Regions from separate parts of the Xenopus tropicalis genome. Here region 2 is linked to region 1. Evidence: chromatin contacts called from public Hi-C data. All regions are on one chromosome and are shown on one strand. The core of a region is the stretch at or near the end of the contact, and the rest is flanking DNA. Distances in the headings are between cores, read along the strand shown.

What was found. A called contact is a pair of places that touch in the nucleus more often than the background predicts.
Region 2: a contact with region 1 is called in a Hi-C map of liver, with 4 times the contacts expected there. The contact joins two enhancer-like sites. A contact is called at or near these places in 5 of 5 Hi-C or Micro-C datasets (brain, gastrula embryo, liver and 2 more).

Annotation. Positions count from the first base shown.
Region 1 is chr1:200,942,366-200,947,273 of UCB_Xtro_10.0, forward strand. No RefSeq gene overlaps it. Among named protein-coding and RNA genes, the nearest start is that of fut11, 24 kb to the right of the region's middle. Within about 2 kb of position 2,611, at least 2 of the 11 cell types and tissues checked have an H3K27ac peak or open chromatin away from gene starts, as enhancers often do. A contact at or near this core is called in liver, where this site is marked.
Region 2 is chr1:200,988,337-200,993,046 of UCB_Xtro_10.0, forward strand. No RefSeq gene overlaps it. Among named protein-coding and RNA genes, the nearest start is that of fut11, 22 kb to the left of the region's middle. Within about 2 kb of position 1,650, at least 3 of the 11 cell types and tissues checked have an H3K27ac peak or open chromatin away from gene starts, as enhancers often do. A contact at or near this core is called in liver, where this site is marked.

The DNA of each region.
Region 1 (4,908 bases), core at 1,361-3,860:
TATATAGGCTTCAATCAGTGGGCCAAGGTAGTCCCTTTTAATCATTACTTACTTATTTATCGGACCGAATAAGGAACTAATAGCACTTTGGGGCCACTTTTCATGCCCAGAACCGTTTTGGGCCAGGCTGGAACAAGCTGGAGTTAATGACCCACAATTCCAAGTCACTATTTAAGACACAATGTTATCAGTTATGTGTCTCATTATACAATATGTGACATCAGCATCACAGTAAGAACGTTGAGTCTTGTGTTAATTACCTGCCATGGCTATTTATAGGCTCATACTTGTAATTAATGGAATTCATGTTTGATCTGTTCATTAATGAGTGTAGTCCCAGTGCTTATGGTGACACCTACTTATGTAACTTGGTTAGGTCCCTGCATGAAGCCTCTGTGGGGAGACTGGGATAAACTATAAGTTGGATGAGCCGCCGGTTTCATACTGTAGCCAGAGAATCAAACTCTAAAGGGCCCCATACACGGGCCGATCCGCTAGCTTGTCGATGTCGCCAAGTGAGCGGCTCTTCTCCCGACATCCCCATCTACAGGTGGGCCCTGGGGCCAAATGATTGAATTATAACGATGGGTATAGGAAAAATTCAGTCCGGGGACCACATCAACAAGCCAATGCAGTCCCAGATCCGACTAGATTTTTGATAAAGCAAGATAAAAAGGGAAGATATTGAACTTTATATGAATTATATGTTGGCTTTCTATTTGCAGAGGAATGGCAACTGCAATACTATTTCCCACAGCATCAGTTACTGTTCGGCAAGCCTTTTTTCCATTTTAATTGTTTTATTTTTGTGTTCTATTTGGGTTAAGCGCTGGCATACAGGACATGTTATATTAACTACAAAAAGCCATGTATTATGGCTTAGGAAAAATACAGAAGAATTCACATTACACGCATGAATGGTTCTGACTCATGTTATGGGCCTGAGACTGTGATACCAAATAACTGACCAACCAGGAAGGAGGAACCCGAAATCTAGGGCAGTAAAACAGGTCAGTGCCTGTAATCAGGAAACAAGATACAATGGAATGTAATTAACCTTAAAGGAATACTGTCACGGGAAAACATGTTTTTTTCCAAAACCCATCAGTTAATAGAGCTTCTCCAGCAGAATCCTGCATTGTAATCTGTTTTTCCCATGGGGCTAGCCATATTCTTCATTTCCCAGGGTGCCACAGCCATGTGACCTGTGCTCTGATAAACTTCAGTCACACTTTACTGCTGCGCTGCAAGTTGGAGTGATATCCCCCCCCCCCTCCCAGCAGCCGATAAGCTGAACCATGGAAAGGGAGCAAGATAGCAGCTCCCAGTAGGTATCAGAATAGCACTCAACAGTAAGAAATCCAAGTCCGGCTTGGGACTCCTCCAGTTACATGGGAGTAGGAGAAACAATAGGTTAGCTGAAAGCAGTTCTAATGTGTAGCGCTGGCTGAAAGCTCAGACTCAGGCACAATGCACTGAGATGGCGCCTACACACCAATATTACAGCTACAAATACATTTGTTGGCTCAAGAATAAAAGGTTAAATGGCAGAGGGAATTATTTGCTGTGTAACAGTGTCATTTAAAATAAAATGTACCCCATAAATATCATGACAGAATCCCTTTAACAAAACATACCCCAGATGTGCCAGTATGATTACTACAGAAAATAGATAATGATGAGCATATTAACCCCAGATGAACCAGTAGAAATAATAATAATAATAATAATAATAAAATAGATAATGGGCATTTTAACCCCAGATGTGCAGTATAATTACTACAGATGATGGATAATCTGCATATTAACCCCAGAAGGGACAGTATAGTCACTATGGAAACAGTGGGGATAACGCTCCAAATACACTTGTATATTATCCAGGTATTTAGTATTAAAAACCCACCCATAGGTGGGACCCTCAGTGCAACTGAGGGGATATAATTATCATTATGATTATTATTATTATAACATATATTTATAAACTATTTCGGTTATACATATTACATACAGCCAATACAAGAGGTATCATACATCTATATCAGATTTCACATTAAATTATTTCACTTTTTGTTCGGCAACTCTACAGCAGTTATCTGGTTGCTTGGGTCAAATCACCTTAGCAACCAGGCAGTGACATATTTATAGGAAAGGAACTGAACAGAAAACTAAGTTATAAAAAATAACAATAACAATAAAACTGGAGCCTCATAGAGCAATAGTTTTTTGGCTGCCGGGGTCAGTGACCCCCATTTGAAAGTTGGAAGTGAAGAGGAAGACAAATAATTCAAAAACTATAAACAATAAATTATGAAGACCAATTGAAAAGTTGCTTAGTATGTTGTAGAATGGCTAATTCTAAGTTAAATGAAAGGTGAACCACCCCTTTAAGTGTTGCCATGGCTTTTGGTCTGATCCTCTATCACTCCCGGCCGTACCATGTGTGTTACTTTTCTCCCTTTTTAGATCTCGTGATTATTTGAAAATTCTGTGGAAATGTATAAACCACATGAGGGTAAATCTATTCCATTTTGCTCAATGCCAACCACTAGATTGCACCAATATGTTAAATATATAACCGCCACTTCTGCTTCAGATGGGTGTGTAGCATTAAAGTTCCCTATTTCCCACTGTGTATAAACCCCTATGCACTGGTGTTGCAAGTCTGTGTAATGGGCCAGGGGCGCCGGGAAACAGAAACTTGTCTGCAGGAAAGAGACCATATACTGTGGGGCTATGGGACAATGGGCCAAGGGCAAAGATCTGGGATGGGATTTGTTATCTGGGATCTGTTATCCAGAAAGCTCAAGATAATGGGCTTCTCCCATAGGCTCAAATTTAAAAAAACAATTTACTTTTTCTCATGTACCTTTTACTTGATCCCAACTAAGATATAATTACCCCTTATTGGGGGCAGAACAGCCCTATTGGGTTTATTTCATGGTTAAATGATTCCCTTTTCTCTGTAATAATAAAACAGTACCTGTACTTGATCCCAACTAAGATATAATTACCCCTTATTGGGGGCAGAACAGCCCTATTGGGTTTATTTAATGGTTAAATGATTCCCTTTTCTCTGTAATAATAAAACAGTACCTGTACTTGATCCCAACTAAGATATAATTACCCCTTATTGGGGGCAGAACAGCCCTATTGGGTTTATTTCATGGTTAAATGATTCCCTTTTCTCTGTAATAATAAAACAGTACCTGTACTTGATCCCAACTAAGATATAATTACCCCTTATTGGGGGCAGAACAGCCCTATTGGGTTTATTTCATGGTTAAATGATTCCCTTTTCTCTGTAATAATAAAACAGTACCTGTACTTGATCCCAACTAAGATATAATTACCCCTTATTGGGGGCAGAACAGCCCTATTGGGTTTATTTAATGCTTAAATGATTCCCTTTTCTCTGTAATAATAAAACAGTACCTGTACTTGATCCCAACTAAGATATAATTACCCCTTATTGGGGGCAGAACAGCCCTATTGGGTTTATTTCATGTTTAAACGATTTTTAGCAGATTTAAGGTATAGAGCTTCAAATGTAGGGAAGACCCCTTATTCAGAAAATCCCAGGTCCACAGCATTCTGAATAACAGGTCCTATACCTGTATACTCCACTCCTTAGTGATGTCCAGTAGCTTTATATTCCCTATACTCTTTTATATTGAGCATTTTCTGGTCCTTTAACTAGAAGGAAATGGTAAGGGGGTTCTTCCTATAGTTTTACAACCAGTTGTTTTTTTTAAATACCAAATCTATTAAACATACGGTATGCTGTTTATTAGGTAGTAAAAGGATACCTAGAAATAAGCCAGTTACATTGTTACTAATCCCTTCTGCTTACAGCCAGGCCTTAGTTCTTATGGAAAGGGGCTTTATAGCAAATGGCTTCTTAAAGTGATATTGACACTAAAAAACTACTTTTCAAAATATGAATGGACATTAAAAGTTCCCTATGTTGACCTAAGCCTACTGTACATCAAGGGTGATTTTATATCTTTAATAGTATGTGGTGTGTCCCACGCAACAGCTCAATGCTTTGGGTCAGAAAACAACTTTCCAGTTGGGAAGGATATATATATATATTATTATTATTGTTATTTAACCTTAACCAAGACCCTAGCAACCACCTGCTAACATTCCAAACTGCTGAATAATTGAAAAACCACAAATACCACAAATTATCTCAGAATATCATTGTCTATACGTTGTTGATACAAGGAAGCTTTACCAGAAATCAGGTGAGCAAGGATTACTTTACAAGAAACAGTAAAAGTCGCTGCGCAATGTTTTATGGCCCCGTCTCAAGTGGCAAACACAGCATTAAACCAAGGAACACAGTGAAAATACAATTGTTATTCACTGGGGGGAGTCAGTTTGTTAGGGGCCCACCCCAGACAATATAATCTCTTACCTTGAACCCCAGGTCAGTTGGCTTCTTCACTAAAAAACACACCAGTCCAGGTTACTGTTCTATTGAGCACCACCCCGCCATGTTTTGCCATTTCCCAGGGATCCCTTGGCTTTGCCAGACCACTCGCGCGTGCAGTAAAGTACAGAGTACATCGCAGTGTGGCACTTAGTGGAATAATACTCCCGGGCTGTGCATTATTCAACAAGGAGAAATGCCCAGGGCCCAATAATAGCACTTTTATTAAGAGGAGTGAATAAAACTTTCCTTGCCCTTTGTTATTCTTTATTTGGCACTTGAGAAAGAGGGGGGATACCCCTCGAAACAGCGCTCCTGCTTCTGCTGTATTAGTATTGCAGTTAGCAGAGAACCTGGACACTACTGACTTATGAAGCAGCCTTATCTAAAAGTAGTAGCTGCTTCATATATCGGCTGGCACTCCCAATATGTTGTTTAAAGAATATAAATGTAAAAAGGCTTCAGGGCCCAAT
Region 2 (4,710 bases), core at 400-2,899, 45 kb after region 1:
TCAACTTCTGATTGCAGAACTGGGACACCCCTGTGCAGTGAGTATTAGTTTGTGATCCTGGAATGTCCATTGTACTCAGAATTAGTTTAGGGTATTGGAACACCCAGCTCCCATGTGGCCGGCAATGGTTTGGAATACTGGGACACTTAGTCCTAAGGACACTAGTCAGCATTAATGTGAGATGTGAGGACACATTCTGCTTAATCCAAAATGGTCAAAAATGTCCTTCTAGTTTCTACTCACAAGTGCCAAACTGCAAATCTTTGCTAAAATTAGTGTTTTATATTCAATATCTGAGACTCTGCCCAAATCTTTCACTTTTTCACTGCTCTACATATTCTCGAAGGGGCCTTACCAGGACTTGTAAAAGGCAAGAATGACCCTCTCCCCCCCATGTACAGCAAGACTCTCTCCCTTTAGTCCCTACATGTCCAGCATGTCTAGGGAAGCAGATTACTCTCTGCCGGCAATTGCCAACCAGGAACAGGCGCAGAAGAATATTGGCTGGCAGTCGGTGATTGCCACCAGAGGGCAAGAGATGGGCAGCTCCAAAGTCTCTCTTAGGGCTCAGTAAGAGATGAAACTGTGGGGCTTTTAGCTCCTCACATGAACTGTAGACATCCCAACAAACCCTCAGTAAGGAAAATAGCAGCCGGATGCACAGCAAAAGGAAAACTAAAATTGAGAATAAAAAACCTTGTGACCCCGCAGCTATAGTGAGTCACACAGGGTATGTGATATGTTGTTATTTTGGTTTCCCTCAGGTAAGAAAATGTCATTCCTGTGACGCTCTGTGCAGCTGAGTTCTACCGCAGATAAACACAATCTTTTCATTAATCATCACATTTTCAGCTTCCTCTTCCCTTACGTTTCTGCCCGTTACTACAAAACACGTGAAATGACATAAAAACCACCAAAAAACCTCCTGATTCCAATCTTGTGTCTCACATTTAACTTACATGGATGTTTTTTTGGATTAGTTGGCCTTTAGAGTTATATTAACTTGAACAAATGATAGAATCACTGATGGCACAAAGGCAATAAATGTCTCTTTAGAGCCAACAGGAGTTCAGCAGCAGGGTATTTGCCAGAGTGGTCTCTACAGGGCACTAATAAGGGTTTTTATGTTTTTTACTGAAAACTTCACAAGAAAAGATTAACATAACTTAGACCGACTTGCCGGCCAATAATATTTCAAGGACTGAGGATCCACATGCACTTCAACGCAGATCTGAAACCATTGTGCCCCGTGATTTGTATCTGAAACTGCACTTTGCACCTGGCATTGCTTTAATAAATAAGGATTCTGGGGCTTTCCGGTCATGTACACATACACCATAATTTCATGTTTTCAAGATGGAGTTAATAGGACCTGAGAGTAGGAGGCTGAAGATGATTGGCTGCATTGTTTCAAGACTCCAGCAGATTCTGGGAACTACATTTTATCCCTTTAGGGTTTACATCCCCTTTATTTTTCAAAAGTCATTTTCCAGTTATATGTTATTCCAGTGACGTCCAAAAGCAGATATTACAGAACTACAATTCTCTGCATCAGAGAAAACTGAAGCTACAATGAGTTACTGTACTGACACAGCTGATTTCCTATAAGCAGTGCTGCAATGCTGACACGTCAGGCGTGGAACTGGAGCCAAGGTGTGGCGTAATCTTTATCCAGTGACTGTCACATTCAGTTTCCTCTTCTCAGCGCTCTCTGTATTGCTTTCAGGCCCATACAAGGCCATTCCATTGGCAATAATACTCTGTCTCCTCAGCTCAAAATGGGTTATGTTCTCTGAAAATGTATGTTCTCCTTAAGGGCAATGACACATGTTATAATACCTGTGTTAAATCACGGACATAAAAATGCCTGAAATACATTGCCATTAATGCTACAGGACTGGTGGGTGTACCTGCAGGTCCGATAGGCTCAGGTTTCCCCAATTTCCCCTGCTGCGGGTCACAGGCAGAAGGCAATTGCTGTCATTCTACCCTTCTATATATAATATATATATATATACAGGAACAAGGACAGCACGCCTAGGATTTAAAGAATTGTGAGCAAAATGTAAATGTAAGAATAGAAAGGTTAATTACTCGACGTTTCGGTCTCACACAGAAACCTTCATCTGGAGTGAAAAACAAAAACCTTTGAGAAAGGCTGTAGCCACAGCCGAAACGTCAGTTTTGTTTTTCAATAAAAATTCTTTTTTTGCACAGTCCTGTGAATGCGGATTCCTCATTGGATGATTTTGGTCTATATATATATATATATATACTCTAAACACCAACTCCTGCACTGGCCTCTCTGGTGATGTCGGAGATGAGCCAAACAGGTGCAATTTTCTAAATTGATGCAGTGTTGGGGTCGGTTTCAGGTAGGCAATTGTATGTGATTTAAATGAATTATCAAAAATTTTCATTGTGGATAAAGGCAAGGCATTTCAGCCATTTTGTCGTTCATGATTTAACATGAGTGCCAAAACTCTCCATGTACCGTTACCCTAAAGGGTGTTGGCTTAGCACTTACCCAAGTGCAATTTTTGACACAATAGGATTGATTCACTAAAGATCGATAAGTTTTATCGCACTTTTTTTTGTGTTAAAATTGACGTGAAAAAAATGCGTGATTCAACAACAACAACAAACATTTATAAAGTGCTTTTCTCCCGTGGGACCCAAAGCGCTAAAGTATTATTGCGTGTGTTAATTTACACGCAACCGCATGTGTTAATTTTACCGCATTGCGTAAATTAGCGCGCAGAAATAATACTAACACATGATTCACAAACACTTAGACGCGCTAAATATCGCATTAGTCCGTGCGAAAATTAACACCTACTTGGGCCAGGCGGTAATTATAGAAAGGTACAGTTCATGAGCTTTTGGCAACACAATACGGACTTTGCAGTGGGATTTATTCCAGTCTGTGTTGGCCCCAGAGTGATGCAGCCGCCAGTTTGCAGGGAAATGGGCATTTTCAGAAAAGTAGTTTTACGAAAGTAATGCCGTGTATGGCTAATATGGTGTGTGTTTTTTCGCATGCTGCAACTATTTGTGCGCAATGTGTTGATTAGCGCGCGTTCCGTCAAATACCGCACGAAAATAGTCTTCGCGACTTAAATAACACAAGCAGCATCGCGTCCAAATTAAAGCAAGTATGCTTTTAGTGAATTGTGCGTTAAGACGCGAAAAATTAGACGCAATAACATTTTTAACGCATGCTATAAATAGCGCTCGTTTTAATGCACTTTAGTGAATCAACCCTAATGTGCCATGTTTTATACTCACAGTGAGTGTTTTTGATCAGAACTTCACCATTGCATCCACCAGGGGGAGTTACTCTTGGGGTGAGTGCAGCCACCCAATTGTGCTTGCACCCATATTTGACATAAATTTCAACAAAGGTTTTTTAAATCCAGTTGGCATCATTTCCAATGTTTGGCATCAAAATGACATCAGTTCCTGAATCTTTAAGTGCATTGTCATTGCTTGTTCTGACACAGTGACCAGTGGGAGCCCATAGGCAGTAGCTCCAGGGTTCCCCTGTGTCAGATGCTGCATTTGTGTGTGATTTATCCGGAAATATTAACTGGAAGCATTGGTGTGTTAGGAGCATTAATGACTGGGGTCAATTTGCACAACTGTTATGGCAATTCTAGTCTTGTAAAATGTAACCTTGCACCCAAGTTATGACAGGAAAATACAATTAACCAATATTTAATACTGCCAATAATATAACTGCTTCAATGTATTCTCATTATAGGCAAACTCCACCCAAAACGGATCATTGCCAAGTGAAAGAAAGTATAATTCTAAGCAACTTTCCAGTAATACATTTAAAAAAAAAAATCACTGGGTTTACAGTTATTTGTAAATGTAATTACTGCTGGTTCTGACTTCTGAAACACAGAAGAAGAATCATAGCTGCCACACTAAATGCATGGCACTTGTCTAAACTGGAAATTCTCAAGGGGTCTGGGGTTCCCCGCTGTGGCTCCAACCTAAAGCAACCCTGGTTCTTATTCTGTTGATTTAATTTCCCCATCACACCTATAAATTAGCAGTTTGTGTGCTGGTCTAGGAGATGCTAAATATATGCTGTTATTCTCTATATTGTGTTGTTCTTTTTTATCCAGTCTGTTCAGGCCATGAAACATGTATTAAAGCTGACCTATATATGATCACTATGTACTTACATGTGAATTATGCAACTAGCTAGTAATGTAATTACATGTAATTATGCAGCTAGTACTGACACATATATTTATTCATCATCTCCAGTACTTACCCAGTTTCACTGTGCTGCATCCCAGGGATCACTGTATGGAGGCAGGATCCCTTTAGCATGTTGGGTACGGTAGTTCTAGGGTTGCCACCTGTTCTTAGGGCTGTCTGTACCAGTTTCAGCTTTGTAACACCCCAACAATAATCTGCACAATAAATATGAAACATTACAATATTAAGGTACTCACTGTGATTTTTCAACATGGCTTAGGTATCAGCAGGTAACAGTCAATCACCAATTATATTGTTGGTTATTATATTGGATTCTGCACAGCTTGTCTGTTGTCTCCTGTGTATCCTGTGCTTGAATGGCTGCCCCCATGGCTACAGAGCAGCTTGTTTATATAAACTATAGTAGGGTTTCTGAAGCAAACTCACCAGTTTTACCAGTGCAGGTCAACAGTATGTTATATTGCCATTCCCTTA